Regions from separate parts of the Zea mays genome. Here region 1 is linked to region 2. Evidence: chromatin contacts called from public Hi-C data. All regions are on one chromosome and are shown on one strand. The core of a region is the stretch at or near the end of the contact, and the rest is flanking DNA. Distances in the headings are between cores, read along the strand shown.

The links. A called contact is a pair of places that touch in the nucleus more often than the background predicts.
Region 1: a Hi-C map of leaf shows a contact between it and region 2, with 4 times the contacts expected there. The contact joins the promoter of LOC100276634 here to the promoter of LOC100381549 in region 2. A contact is called at or near these places in 3 of 25 Hi-C or Micro-C datasets (bundle sheath, leaf and tassel).

The regions. Positions count from the first base shown.
Region 1 is chr6:173,203,229-173,207,033 of Zm-B73-REFERENCE-NAM-5.0, reverse strand. It overlaps LOC100276634 (reversion-to-ethylene sensitivity1 like3), which reads left to right and starts at 1,431. Exons shown (of 3, transcript NM_001150373.1): 1 at 1,431-1,580; 2 at 2,742-3,112. The coding sequence starts at 2,831. It also overlaps the pseudogene LOC100274973.
Region 2 is chr6:173,044,212-173,047,730 of Zm-B73-REFERENCE-NAM-5.0, reverse strand. LOC100381549 reads left to right here and starts at 1,273. Exons shown (of 4, transcript NM_001361444.1): 1 at 1,273-2,006; 2 at 2,086-2,427; 3 at 2,496-2,601. The coding sequence starts at 1,683.

The DNA.
Region 1 (3,805 bases), core at 182-2,681, 160 kb before region 2:
GTGGAGGAGATCGGCCATGTGGAAGTGGGAGGGAAGGCGAGCGAGCAAAAGTGTTGTGACCCGGGAAGCAACGGCTCGCGCCCTCGCCGGCTCGGCGTCGGTTTCGTTCTAGCGTGGCCGCCTGCTGCAATGCTGCTCTCTCGCTCGCAGACTACAGAACGGAACTGTATTTTTACGGCTCTACGTGGCCGTACTGGCTACCGCCAACTAATCCACTGTCCCGTTCTTTATTTTAAATTTCATTATACAAACAATATCATATACAATTACACGTCCTTATATTTTACAAGATCCACCCACGGTCTAACATGTCTGAAAATGCAACCATACAATGCCCTTATCCCCTCACCTATTTAAGTTAAGCCCATGAAAAAACACGACAGACACTTCTAAGACGGTTTGAAAGCTAAACCGTTGAACAAAATTAAAGCGTCCTAATTTAATCTCTACCCCTTCATGGTACGTCGTCCGCCTCCTTCGCACTCGCGCCAGCGGCTAGCCCGATGACCCGATCCGCCTCTGCTCCGCCTAATCCACGCCTCTATGCTCTAGCCATCGCCTAGATCTATCAGGCAGCAGTCCCGCTCGTCCAGCCGGCCATCGGCCATGACAAACGCCCAGGCCACTAGGCTAGCAGGCGCTAAACTGCCGCAGGCCGCTCTGCCCGCCCAAGCGGCCAGTCGCCGCCCGCCTGCCAACGCTTGAGCACCCACGCCCAGTGACAGTGAGCTGTTAATTGAAGTTTTGATAGTATAATACTAGTATTCAATTATTCACTGAACATTTGAGTTGTTGATTTCATTTAAGTGCTGATGGGATGTGAGTTTTTCGATTGATAGAATTAATACCGACGAGGAGGTATTTGATAGCGCAAGGCAGTCGGCTACCTCCTCCACCACCAGTCAACCTTCCGCTCTACCTCAAGACAATAATAACAGGTATAATCTAGATGAAATTGTAATTAATCCATCCTAGGGTTAGATCATTTTCGCGGCACCCAAAACTTGACATGTAAGGTGAAAAGTAGAACTATAGGTAGAATAAGATCACAGCAGCTCCCAGGCTTTGCTCCAGATTTGCCACTCGCATAATGTGTGATGGTGAACCAAACGTCTTTGTAAACTTTTTCCTCACGAAGCAATCCATACCAAACAGGCAAATATATCAAATACTACCAATGGAAGTAAGAGTACTCGTCAACAGGGACCCACAATTTCGTGCACCGAGAAAACGGGAAAGAGAGGGTCCCTCTCCACTAGGCCCACCAGAACAAGTAGACCCACACGTCATGGTAACGAAGCGGGAGAGCCTAGGTGAGAGTAGCGTCTGCTGCCACCCGCTCCCCAGGTGCATGCACCTCCCCCTACCTGTCCACCTCCTCCCTCCCCTCCCCTCCCCTCCCCTCCCGGCTCCCGCACGCTATAAACTGTAGCTGCCGCGGCGCCTGCTTCTCCCCGATGCGTCAAACACTTGACCTGCACACGGACAGCGGCGGTGGCGTCCCGATCCTGTCCACCCACCCATCTAATGCGGCCGCGAGGAGGATCCACCTGATTCTGCTGCTCCTGCTCCTCCTTCTAGTGAGTTCTATTCCCGTCCCCCTCCCTACCCGCTGCGCGCTGCTAGGATCTTCGCCTGCGAAAATTTTCGGTTCAGTCGTCAGGAGGTGAGCTTCCAGGAGGTCATTGCTTGTTTTGCCTGCTATTGGGTTTCCGTTTAGTGCATTATTGTTACTGCTACCGCAAATCCGTTGCCGTCGCTTAAAGAGAACAGTGTTGCCGTCGCGTGAAGAGAAGCAACATGTGACAGAGTCTGCAAACGAAGTTGGTGTGTAGTTTGCACGATTGTTTACTGTGTTATAATCTGGTGTGCTTAGTTGCAAGATGTTCTCGTGAGAGATTCTTCGGAAGTTTAGATGACACACACACACACACAAAGTACACTGTACACACCCAAAAATATCCGATCCTGTTTGCGTGTGTAACCGACCAGTAGGAAAGCGATGGGCTATGGCGCTGGACTTCAGAGTAGAAATGAATGCAGAATGCCCAATGGCTCGGTGGAAATGGCATGCGAAAGCAGATCAAATCAGTCTGAAACTCTGAAACCATGGCTACTGCCTTTAAGTGAAGAAACACTTACCTGATAATTGGTTTTTTTATATATATCAGGATAATGGGGCATAAGCTTATGCTGCTGCTTGTAACACCTGAATATTCCATTTTTTTTTCTCACATGTGCGTTACTCTTAATAAACCTTTGAATTCCAGGCGTGGACTTCGTTTATGCTATACGCTTGTCTCTTCTCAGTTTCTTTGTCATTTGGTTAGTAACAAACCGGTAGCATTGTTATGGCAGTGAGTTACTGAGAAGTAATAGAGTTACCCCCTCTATAGCCGGGGGCATGAATATCAGCATGACAAAAGGCAAATCAAATGCTAGGTGTCGTCCCACTCCCATTACTGCTTCTCTTTATACTTCTAGTCAGCGTTTGACATTTTTGCTGACTTGTCCTTGTCATAACGATATCCGAAGATTTGCTGCTACCTTTCTTCAATCATATACTGTCATCTTCTTTTTTTTAAAAGAAAGGCCATGCCGTTGTGTTCATAGAGCTGCGAAAGCGCCATATATTATGTGGGCATCATTTGTAATGTTTTTTTTCTGTCTTATTAGAGTAGAATGTTCAATGATCACGCAAATTAATGTGCATAGCTTGAGTGGGGCTTGATACTTTTCAGGTCGAGAGACCATGACACGGAAGTCAGCAGTAGCGGATTATGTTTAGTGGCACAAGGATCATTCGTGTAGCTGAAAGGATTTGCCTTCAATGGAGCTTGAAGCTGCTCCTGACGATAAAGTATTCTGTTCAGATGATGAGATGCAGACGCTGTGGCCTCTGGGACAAGTAGACCCAAAGAGCGTGAGGTTCCCTTGCTGCATCGTGTGGACTCCTCTCCCAGTAGTTTCATGGCTGGCTCCCTACATAGGGCACGTGGGGATTGCTCGGGAGGATGGAACCGTCTTGGACTTTGCAGGTTCGAATTTAGTGAGTGTGGATGATCTGGCTTATGGTTCTGTCGCCAGATGCCTGCAGCTTGACAGGGCAAAGGTAAGAACTTTGCTCAGTCCCAGATTTGAGTTTTTTGTGTTTATATATATAGCATTAGGACCTCGGGAATGAAGGTGCAATGAGAACTATTGTAATCCAAGCTTTTGGAAAGCAGGCTGGCTCTGCTTTAAGCCACATTTCTGTTTTTATCTGCATGGCATATGGAAAAAATACATAGTGTGAGTACAGTTGCAAACAAAAAAGCAACTGTATCCACACTACGGATCCCCCCCCCCAGGAATCACACTGGAATTTCAATATTAAGGACTAGTTTGGGAACTCCATTTTCTTAAGGGATTCCTATTTTACCAAGGGAAAAAGAATTAATTTACATTGGAAAAATAGGGTTTCCAAACTAGCCCTAACATGTTGTAGTTGTGTTATTCAGTTCAGTACGCATCTCCTCTCAGTAAACTATAAGTATAGTCATTTGTTAGTAGGCATGCTAGTATGCCATATGCTTGTCTGCTCATACCCAGTTAGACAGAAGACAGCCGTTTTCATTTATGCATGACAACTCTGATTAGGTCTTCAGAACTACAATCGCAAAACAATGTTGATTAGTTCTGCACATGTGTGCTCTTGTAACCGTGTCTGTTTACAAGACAACGCACCTTTCCATGCCTATGCTGATTATTTTCCACTAAGACCAAGCCGCTCTATACAATTTTGGTCATCTCTACGCCGCCTGCC
Region 2 (3,519 bases), core at 24-2,523:
CGTAATTAGCTTATTTTTTTAAAAAAAACTATTCGGTAGTTAACAGTACTTTTTAATATAAAAAACCAGTTAATGTAAAATCTGTTTAGAAACCAGCAGGAGCACGTACGTTTTTTTTTGGTTGACACGAGGGACATCATCCTCATCCAGCCCCCAGAGACACGGACAGACGGCGATGGCATGGTGATTGATGGCAAATTGGCAACCTTCCTTTTCCTGCTCGAACGGCCGGGTGCCAAGTGTCCAAGCCAGCGGTCTACCACATGGCGTGGCACCTGACAGGTCACCGGTACTAGTACTACTACTCGTCAATCAATCAATCATTGACGCGACCAGACCAGCCAGCCTTGTCGGAGGCGACGCCGGCTCCCTCCGACGACCCACCGGAGTCTGGAGAAACCGGCACCCACCACGGCCGGCGGTGCGTGTGCATCGGAGACTCCGGTCCGCCTCGCAGTCGCAGTCACAGCAGTGGGCTCTCGGCCTCGGCCGTCGCCCGAGCTCATTGCTCATCGGATCTGATCTCATGTCCCGACCGCGCGCCGACGCCGTCGCCCTGGGTTTCGTCGGATCTGGATCGGACCGCCCGGGCCGGCGTCACGCGCGCATCGTCATCCCTGTCGCCAACGGCAGCGCGTACGTGGCTACCCCCCTCTCGCATACATACATTATCCGGCGGCCGGGAAACGCCGTTTTCAGCTACAGCCTACAGGTAAAGCGTAGACTACTGTACTACGTATAGTATATGGAATGGATGACACTACGAGGCCGCCCTACTTATGGTCTGGAGACGACGAACTGGTCAACCAGCTCAAAACCGCTCCATCCTGATCTTTTTTCGTGTACCCATGAACTTACGTAAGATTTAACTAAAATTTACGACACCAAATATTCATTTATTTATTTGGTGTCGTAAATAGATCCTGCGTACGTGAGCAACGGAACAGTTGGCTGCATACCCGTACAGTACGTGCCCTGCGTACCAGGAAAAAAGTCAGGAAAAAATCCGTACCCCCTCCGAGTGTCAGGCTTCTCGTGAAGATCGGACACGCAGGGCCAGAGCAGAGCAGTGCCACTGCTACACTGAGTCACTGACAAACCGGCACGAAGTGGTCAGTCAGTCAGTCGCACAGGAACAGCGACCCACATGCGAGCGAATGGGAGCGCAACAGGTAGCAGAGACGAGGGGAGGCGCGCACGCGAGCAAGCACTGGTACGGTACAAGACAAATAATATCAAGCGCCACGCGGACCCTCCCCAGCGGCGTGACGAGTCGTGGAGACCTGCCCGCTACGGCGCAGCCAGCCCCAGGCCAATCCCCTCTTCCCACCTCGCTCGCTTCTTCTTCCTTCCCTTCCCCTCCCCGTTCCCCCCCACCTGCTCTGCCTGCTTCTTTCCCCCTCCCCACGCGCGCGCACCATCGGCTTCCTCATCACCCACCCCACCGAGACTGTACTCTGTAGCCATACCACACCCCTCCTACCACTGCAAGGCCGGCCGGCCCGCCCGCTCGCCGCTTCCTCGCGTCTCGAGTCCGTGCCTGCCTGGTGCGTCGATCGACCCCGAGTCCCGACCCCGGCCGCCTCTCACGGTGGTGGTGGTGGTTCTTCGACGCCGCGGTGGGCGGGGGGCACGCGTGTGGTTCGTGCAAGCCGGAGGGAGGGGGTTCTGCTGTGACTGTGATGGCGGCGGCGATGTGCGTGGATGACGAGGCCGCCTCCGCCGCCGCGGAAAGCGCGGGGGTCGACAAGCTGGATCTCGGCGCGGCCGCGGGCGGCAAGAGGAGCGTCTACCTCATGGACTGCGCGCCGGTCTGGGGCTGCGCGTCCACGCGCGGCCGCAGCGCCGAGATGGAGGACGCCTGCGCCGCGGCCCCGCGGTTCGCCGACGTGCCGGTGCGCCTCCTCGCCAGCCGCAGGGACCTCGACGGCCTGGGCCTCGACGCCGGCGCGCTCCGCCTGCCGGCGCACCTGTTCGGCGTCTTCGACGGCCACGGCGGTGCCGAGGTACGCCCGCGGGCTTGGGGGAAACCCACCCCACCTTCCATCGATGGCACCTGATCCGCCGCTTCTTGTCGCTGTGCAGGTGGCCAACTACTGCCGGGAGAGGCTCCAGGTACTCTTGAGGCAGGAGCTGAGGCTACTCGGCGAGGATTTGGGGCAGATTAGCTGCGACGTGGACATGAAGGAGCACTGGGACGAGCTGTTCACCGGATGCTTCCAGAGGCTGGATGACGAGGTGTCAGGGCAGGCGAGCAGGCTCGTCGGTGCCGTCCAGGAGTCACGGCCGGTGGCCGCCGAGAACGTGGGCTCCACTGCGGTTGTCGCCGTCGTGTGCTCATCCCATGTGGTGGTCGCCAACTGCGGGGATTCGCGTGCCGTTCTCTGCCGTGGGAAGGAGCCAGTAGAGCTGTCGATTGATCACAAGGTGAGCCTTTGCTTTTGCTTGGAGCGAGGCATGATGGCGATCGTGCGATTCACCCGTGGTTGTTTCAGCCTGACAGGAAGGATGAGCGCGCGAGGATTGAGGCCCTGGGAGGCAAGGTCATCCAATGGAACGGCTATAGGGTCTCCGGTATACTTGCTATGTCAAGATCGATTGGTATGTATATTGGTTCCTCAGCTAGATCTTGGTAGAATGACTCTTTTTAAGTGAGATGGAAATTATAGTTGTAGCAACATGAAAATGCTTATGCTGTTGCAACCACTTTTTATTCTGAGTTCCATAGTTTAACCACTTTTTTTATTCGAGTTCCATGGTATAAGATGAGCTCTCAAGACACCTACATCAATGCAACCCTACCGTTGTTATGAGACATCTAAGAAGCTCAATCATACAATGGAGGGTTTTTAAAATCAACCATATTATAAATGCTCTCAAGAGATTATGTTGTGTATGAAGAGTCGTGTAGAGACGCGCTATTCGCGAATAGCCGTTTCTTGTGTTTTTTACATTTAACCCCTAGAGACCCCTCAAAAGACGGGTATTAAATGAGGTTATACATACCATTAAGAAACAGAGAATAAAAATACATTCTTTGTAATTCGATCTAGAAATAGTTATGCCTCATATACTAGTACGGAGGGAGTAGTCAAGTACACTCTGTAGCGTGGTGACTTTGTGTAAGTTAGGATCAAAATCTAAGCAACCAGTTGCTGTAGGAATTGTTTTTTTGGTGGTATTATTATCTCTATCTATACGATCTAGAGAACCATGTTCAATCTAATGGAATAAGGTTTCGTATTGACCTAGGCAATTTTCCCTGGGATTAGTCATTTTGTTGAAAGACTCTGTACTATACTCTGTAGCGTGGTGATTTTTGCTAGATGGCATGCTTCCATTTAGGAAGAAGAGATACTTTTCATCTGCCCTCATGTTTACAATTACCATGCTGTAGTTGTTCTATATAATAAAATAAGTGTTTACTCTATCAGCGATTTGGTTTAAACAGCTTGTTTCGATCCGAGATAGGGAGCATGATAGATTTAAAGCGCTACTGAAATCATGTTCTGGGATTTG